Regions from separate parts of the Mus musculus genome. Here region 2 is linked to region 1. A link is a contact called in public capture Hi-C data. All regions are on one chromosome and are shown on one strand. Each heading gives the region's core, a stretch centred on a gene start, on an enhancer-like site or on the middle of the called end of the contact. The rest is flanking DNA. Distances are from core to core; before and after follow the strand shown. Region 1 has its middle 39 kb from the start of Tmem38b. Region 2 has its middle 4.9 kb from the start of Gm22150.

The links. Capture Hi-C pulls out chosen DNA fragments and counts their contacts.
Region 2: a capture Hi-C map of embryonic stem cells shows a contact between it and region 1, with 2.7 times the contacts expected there. The contact joins two enhancer-like sites. A contact is called at or near these places in 1 of 484 Hi-C or Micro-C datasets (olfactory sensory neurons), 1 of 115 datasets of contacts at active chromatin or transcription factors (embryonic stem cells) and 1 of 9 other capture datasets (embryonic stem cells).

What each region holds. Positions count from the first base shown.
Region 1 is chr4:53,863,588-53,866,287 of GRCm38.p6, reverse strand. No RefSeq gene overlaps it. Among named protein-coding and RNA genes, the nearest start is that of Tmem38b, 39 kb to the right of the region's middle. Within about 2 kb of position 1,432, at least 13 of the 459 cell types and tissues checked have an H3K27ac peak or open chromatin away from gene starts, as enhancers often do. A contact at or near this core is called in embryonic stem cells, where this site is marked.
Region 2 is chr4:55,462,934-55,465,650 of GRCm38.p6, reverse strand. No RefSeq gene overlaps it. Among named protein-coding and RNA genes, the nearest start is that of Gm22150, 4.9 kb to the left of the region's middle. Within about 2 kb of position 1,275, at least 16 of the 459 cell types and tissues checked have an H3K27ac peak or open chromatin away from gene starts, as enhancers often do. A contact at or near this core is called in embryonic stem cells, where this site is marked.

The DNA.
Region 1 (2,700 bases), core at 183-2,682:
CCATCCCCACAGCACCATTAGAATAATCATAATACATGAAATGGTATAACGAGGAACACTAACTTCTCAAGCTCCCACCCCTCTTGTGAAATTCAAGTATCTGTTGCCATAGATGTGCCCAGGACACATGTGTATATGACCTTACATACAAGATTTCAACTGTTGGTTAAATTAACCTTTCACTATAAAATCCTGTTTCTAAAACCTGTCCACCTTTTCAAAGTATGCTATAAATTACAAAGTTCACAGCCCAATTATGCATAACTCAAGGTCCTGAGATGCCAGACATCCCACTGGGACCTAAGGTCAAGCTGAGGGAGTCGCTCCAAGGTCACTATCTCATATTAATGAAAATTGAAGATGTGGACTCTCACTGGGTATACAAAAAGTATAGGCAAGCTTTTTAAGATTTCTTTAAAAACTGAGAACTTAGCCGGACATGGTAGCGTACGCCTTTAATCCCAGCACTTGGGAGGCAGAGGAAGGCGAATTTCTGAGTTCGAGGCCAGCCTGGTCTACAGAGTGAGTTCCAGGGCAGCCAGGAAGAGAGAAACCCTGTCTCAAAAAAAAAAAAAAAAAAAAAAAAAAACAACAAAAAACCAACCAACCAACCAACCAAACAAACAAACAAAAACCTGAGAACTTGAACTTGAAAAGTGAGAAACTAGGAAAAAGTGGGAGAAACCCCCACAAGTAGGTAGGAGAGACTTCTAAAAGAGGACCAAGCCATTGAGCTTGTCCTGTGATACAAGCCTACAGCACAAGCACGGGAAAGGTGGCCACTTACATAGGTCTGCAGAGCCATCAGGAAGGCATGAGTGACTTCCTGAGTAATAAAGCAGTTCCTCGCGTTGTGGTGAACTCGAACCATAAAATTATTTTGTTGCTACTTCATAATGGTAATTGTGCTACTGTTATGAACTATATGTAAATAGCTGATATGGAGGATATGTGATATGCAGCCCCCAGGGGGGTTGCCACTCCCGGGTGAACAGCTGTTCTAGAGACTGTTATTTGGGGTTCCTCAGACTGGCATGTGTCTTCTTAGCATGAATCAAAAAGGAGCAATAACAATAAAAAGAAAATGTGTAAAAATTAAATGTCTTTAAAAATTTGAAGTCTGGAGCTGGATGCACGTCTTTAATCCCAGCACTTGGGAGGCAGAAGCAGGAAGATCTCTGTGAGTTCGAGGCTAACTGGTCCACAAAAAGAGTTCCAGGACAGCCGGGACTACATATAGAAACCCCGCCTTGAGATACCACCCCCACAAAAAAAATTGTTCATGAAAATATATTAAAATATGTTAGTGCCATACGCATTCTGCCTCTCCACCGTGGGTGCCCAGGCGCCACGGCACATTGCTGAGTGACAGAAACCAGAATCCATGCCTCCCCTTAGATCGTCCACCCTCCAGGTGGAGAGCGGAGGCAGAGCCTGGGAGAAGCAGACACACTCTGACTCAGTGGCCAAGAATCCTGGAGGGGCTGGAGGGAAGAAAGCCTTCCTCAGGAGTCAGGTCCAGCTCTTTAGTCAAGGAACTTCCCCGGAGAGATCCATTAAGGGGGCAGTTCCCTGAGACGGTCCTTACTTGTTCAGACTGATTTATTTGATGGTGGATGTACACGGATACATTTTTGTAGTCTCCCCTCCCCCAGCCTGAAACCTGCTTGCTCAGGGGTGGAGCTTCCCGCTCAATCGTTCTGCCACGCCCACTGAGCCATACACGTGGTCACCCTGCAACTGGACTCCAAGATTATTTGGCGGGAATCCGGTCCCTCCCCATTCTTCATAAATGAGTGTCGGAAATAAAAAGTTGAGCTTTGATCAGAATGCCTGTTTTAGCTGCATCATTTTCTTGCCCACCTAGCCCTTCTTCTCTTCCAGGTTTCCAAAATGCCTTTCCAGCCTAGAACCCAAACATGTAGTCGGCTGGCCAGACACAACACACTTTATTCAGGGTGAACCAGGGATTAATACCCAGTAAGGGAAGCTCATTGGCTGAAGGCGTGGAGCTATCCCAGTCCGCAGTGGGGTGTCATGGTTCCGGAGAAGGTGCACAGACAGGCAGGAAGCGGCTCCACTCCTACCGGTCTCAGATTCCCGGGGTCTGAGCTCACTCAACCTGTCCAGTTCTCACGTCTATCTGGTAACATGGTTCCACATGGGCGCAGATAATTCAGAGGAAGGCAGTCAGATGGTCAACAGACACTAAGTGTTCAGAATCATTAGCCGGAGTAACGAAAGCCTCAGGCCCCAAAAAGCATCCCCTAGAAATGGGCAAAATTAAAACGTTGACAATACTGAGACTCTGGCTAAGGACACAGATCAACTAGAACATTCAAGACACTGTCCTGGAGCATTAAATGGTACAATCACTTTGGGAGGAAGAAAACACACAAGTTGCTTTGTTTTTATAAAATCAAGCATGATCCACCATATCTTCTACCATTTGTCAAAAAGAACATAATTAACAAAAGCTGCACAAAAGTGTTCATAATTGTTTATTTGAAACACCCCAAGTTAGAAACAGCCTGATGTTCATCAGCAGGGTGACTGAATGGTGGAACTTAAGTAGACTATGAGCTTTGGATAAACACAAGTTACAAGCGTCTAAAAATACGTTAAGTTTCTAAGATAGCTACATGAGCTAAGATTCCTTTTATATTATGTCCCTTGGGAGAAGGAATTGACTGGATATTA
Region 2 (2,717 bases), core at 26-2,525, 1.6 Mb before region 1:
CTGAGCTTTAAAACTGTGGTAAAGTGGGGATGGGGAAAGTGGAAGGGCAGATTCTAGCTGGAGAAGGGGAACTAACTGGCTGAGCAAATACCCGGAGAGCAAAGCAAAGGTCTTGGTGAACATAGTGGAGAGGAGGTGGTTCCTTCTAGCTAAGAAACAAAAAACAAGTCGGGCGTGGTGGCGCAAGTCTTTAATCCCAGCATTTGGGAGGCAGAGGCAGGCAGATTTCTGAGTTCGAGGCCAGACTGGTCTACAAAGTAAGTTCCAGGATAGCCAGGGCTACACAGAGAAACCCTGCCTCGAAAAAAACAAAACAAAACAAAACAAAAAAAAAACCAACAACAAACAAAAAAAAACAAGTGGAGCAAAAAACAAAACAAAACAACAAAAACAAACCACTACAGTTTGAAGGCCACCTGTCCTCTGATAGTGGAAAGCTACCTTACCTCTGATGGTTCAGAGCCTTGAATACCTGACTTAGCATGAAGGCCATACTCTGAGAGAAAGCCAGGGTGGGAGATCTTGAACAGAAAGTGTGGGAGCCACACATGCACTGAAGAACAAGGCTTTGTGGCTCACTGACAGAGTCACCACAGGGCATGCTGTCACAGAGTCTGAGTGCAGCAGCCTGGCTCTAGTCCGCAGATGGAAGACATACCTGCACTTGAACTTGTAACATAAAGAGGATTTTGAAATTTTTGGTAAAATCTACTAAAATTTATCACCCTAGCTTTTTTTTTTTTCTTTAAAGACAGGGTTTATGTATTCCAGACTGACTTCAAACTTGCAGAGTTAACCAAGGAGGACCTTGAACTCCAAATGTTTCTCATTTCACCTCCGAAAGACTGAGATTATAGGCTAGTACCCCCAAGCCCTGTTTATGCGGTTTTGGAGGTTGAACCTAGGGCTCCGAGCACACTAGGCAAACATTCTACTTGCACCTCTAGTTCTGTTCTAACCATTTTCAAAGTTCATAGCTAGTGACCTCAACTACACAACTGTCTGCACCATCTACCTCCTGAGTACAGGCTTCTCAAACTGAACTGTGCCCCGTCAAAGCACTAGCTTCTGTTTTCTTTCCCCCTCAGATCCTGAGGGATCATTATCTTCCTTGTTTTTATGCAATTGACTATTCTAGGGAGCGCGTAAAATGACAAAGGACTTTGGACTAGTGAATGTGATTAGTATTCAAAAGCTGGGAGGACTTTAAAGGGTACGGAAGAATAGGGAACAAGCTGAGAAAGTGAACTAAGAATCAAGTGCTCAGTGGGGCTTATCTTCATTTCCCCTCTCCCTCCCACCGAGGCTGAGATCCACCGGGTGGACCAGAAGCTTGCCTGCAGGGCCTGGGAGAGATTGTAAAAAGAATTGCCCTGGGGGCTGAGGGGGGGGACGGAAAAGGTCTTTAGAAGGTACAGGCAGGCGGCGGTTGGTCAACAACAATGGTTTACTGGCAGAGAAGACAGGAGAATTTGCTGGAAGTCACAGGTGAAAGCCAGCTCTTGAGATAAGAAGAAAGCTGGCAACCCTGCCCTTGCTGATGGTCCCTTAGCATAGCCAATAGGTAGCACCCTAGAAGGAGCAAGGAACTTGGCTTAAAGCTGAATTCATGGGTAATGGAGAACTGCCTTGAGGGTTTAGTTCCATTATCGCCTAGCAAGGGAAAGACCCCTGAATTACGAGGCTACTTTGTTAAGCAATGCACTAGCTAAAGGACAGTGGTTGTTTAGACTATGCTTGGGGAATACCTTTGGGCCACTTTACCGATGCCCTCTTGAGTTTTTGCAAGGTTGTGCTGTGTATGTCCTTGTTCTTCAATGTTGGGTGTCATTCCTCAGAAACCAGCCATCTTGGGTTTTTGTTGTTTCTTTTTTTGTTTGTTTGTTTTTTGTTTTTAGACAGGCTCTCTCACTTTTATCAGAAATTGTCAGTTTAGCTAAGCAAACTGGCCAGAGAGCTCTAGGACATCTGTCTCCACTTCCCCAGCACTGGGGAAGCACCAATGCTCTCTGCATTTTTGTTTGTTTGTTTCGAGACAGGGTTTCTCTGTATAGCCCTGGCTGTCCTGGAACTCACTTTGTAGACCAGGCTGGCCTTGAACTCAGAAATCTGCCTGCCTCTGCCTCCCGAGTGCTGGGACTAAAGGCATGCGCCACCACCGCCTGGCTGCACTCTGCATTTTTATACTCTGGGTTTTAGAGATGAAAGTGTGTCTTCATGATGTTTGGTAAAGTCCTTTCTTAGCCGAGCTATCTCCCCAGCGTCAGACTGTTTTTTTTTTTATGTTGGATGAATTAGCATCTAAATGGTTCTCAACCACCATTTGGGGGTCAAATGATCCTTTCACAGGGGTCTCCTAAGACCATCTGAAAACACGGATACTTACATTACAATTATAGCAGTAGCAAAATTACAGTTATGAAGTAGCAACAAAAATAATTTTATGTTTGGGGTCACACAGGAGGAACTGGATTAAAGGGTCGCAGCTTTAGGACAGTTGAGAATGACTGTTCTGGAAGCTCTGGGCAATACAGAGTCTCTCATTCCTCACCCCTAGCTGACTGAGAGCCAGGATTATTCCTCCTCCTCCTCCTCCTCTTCCTCCTCCTCCTCCTTCTCCTCTGCCTCTTTTCCTTTTTTCCTCTTCCTCTCCCACTTCTTTTTTTCTTTTTCCTTTTTTATCAAACCATAGTCTTTGATGACTGACCTTGAATTCA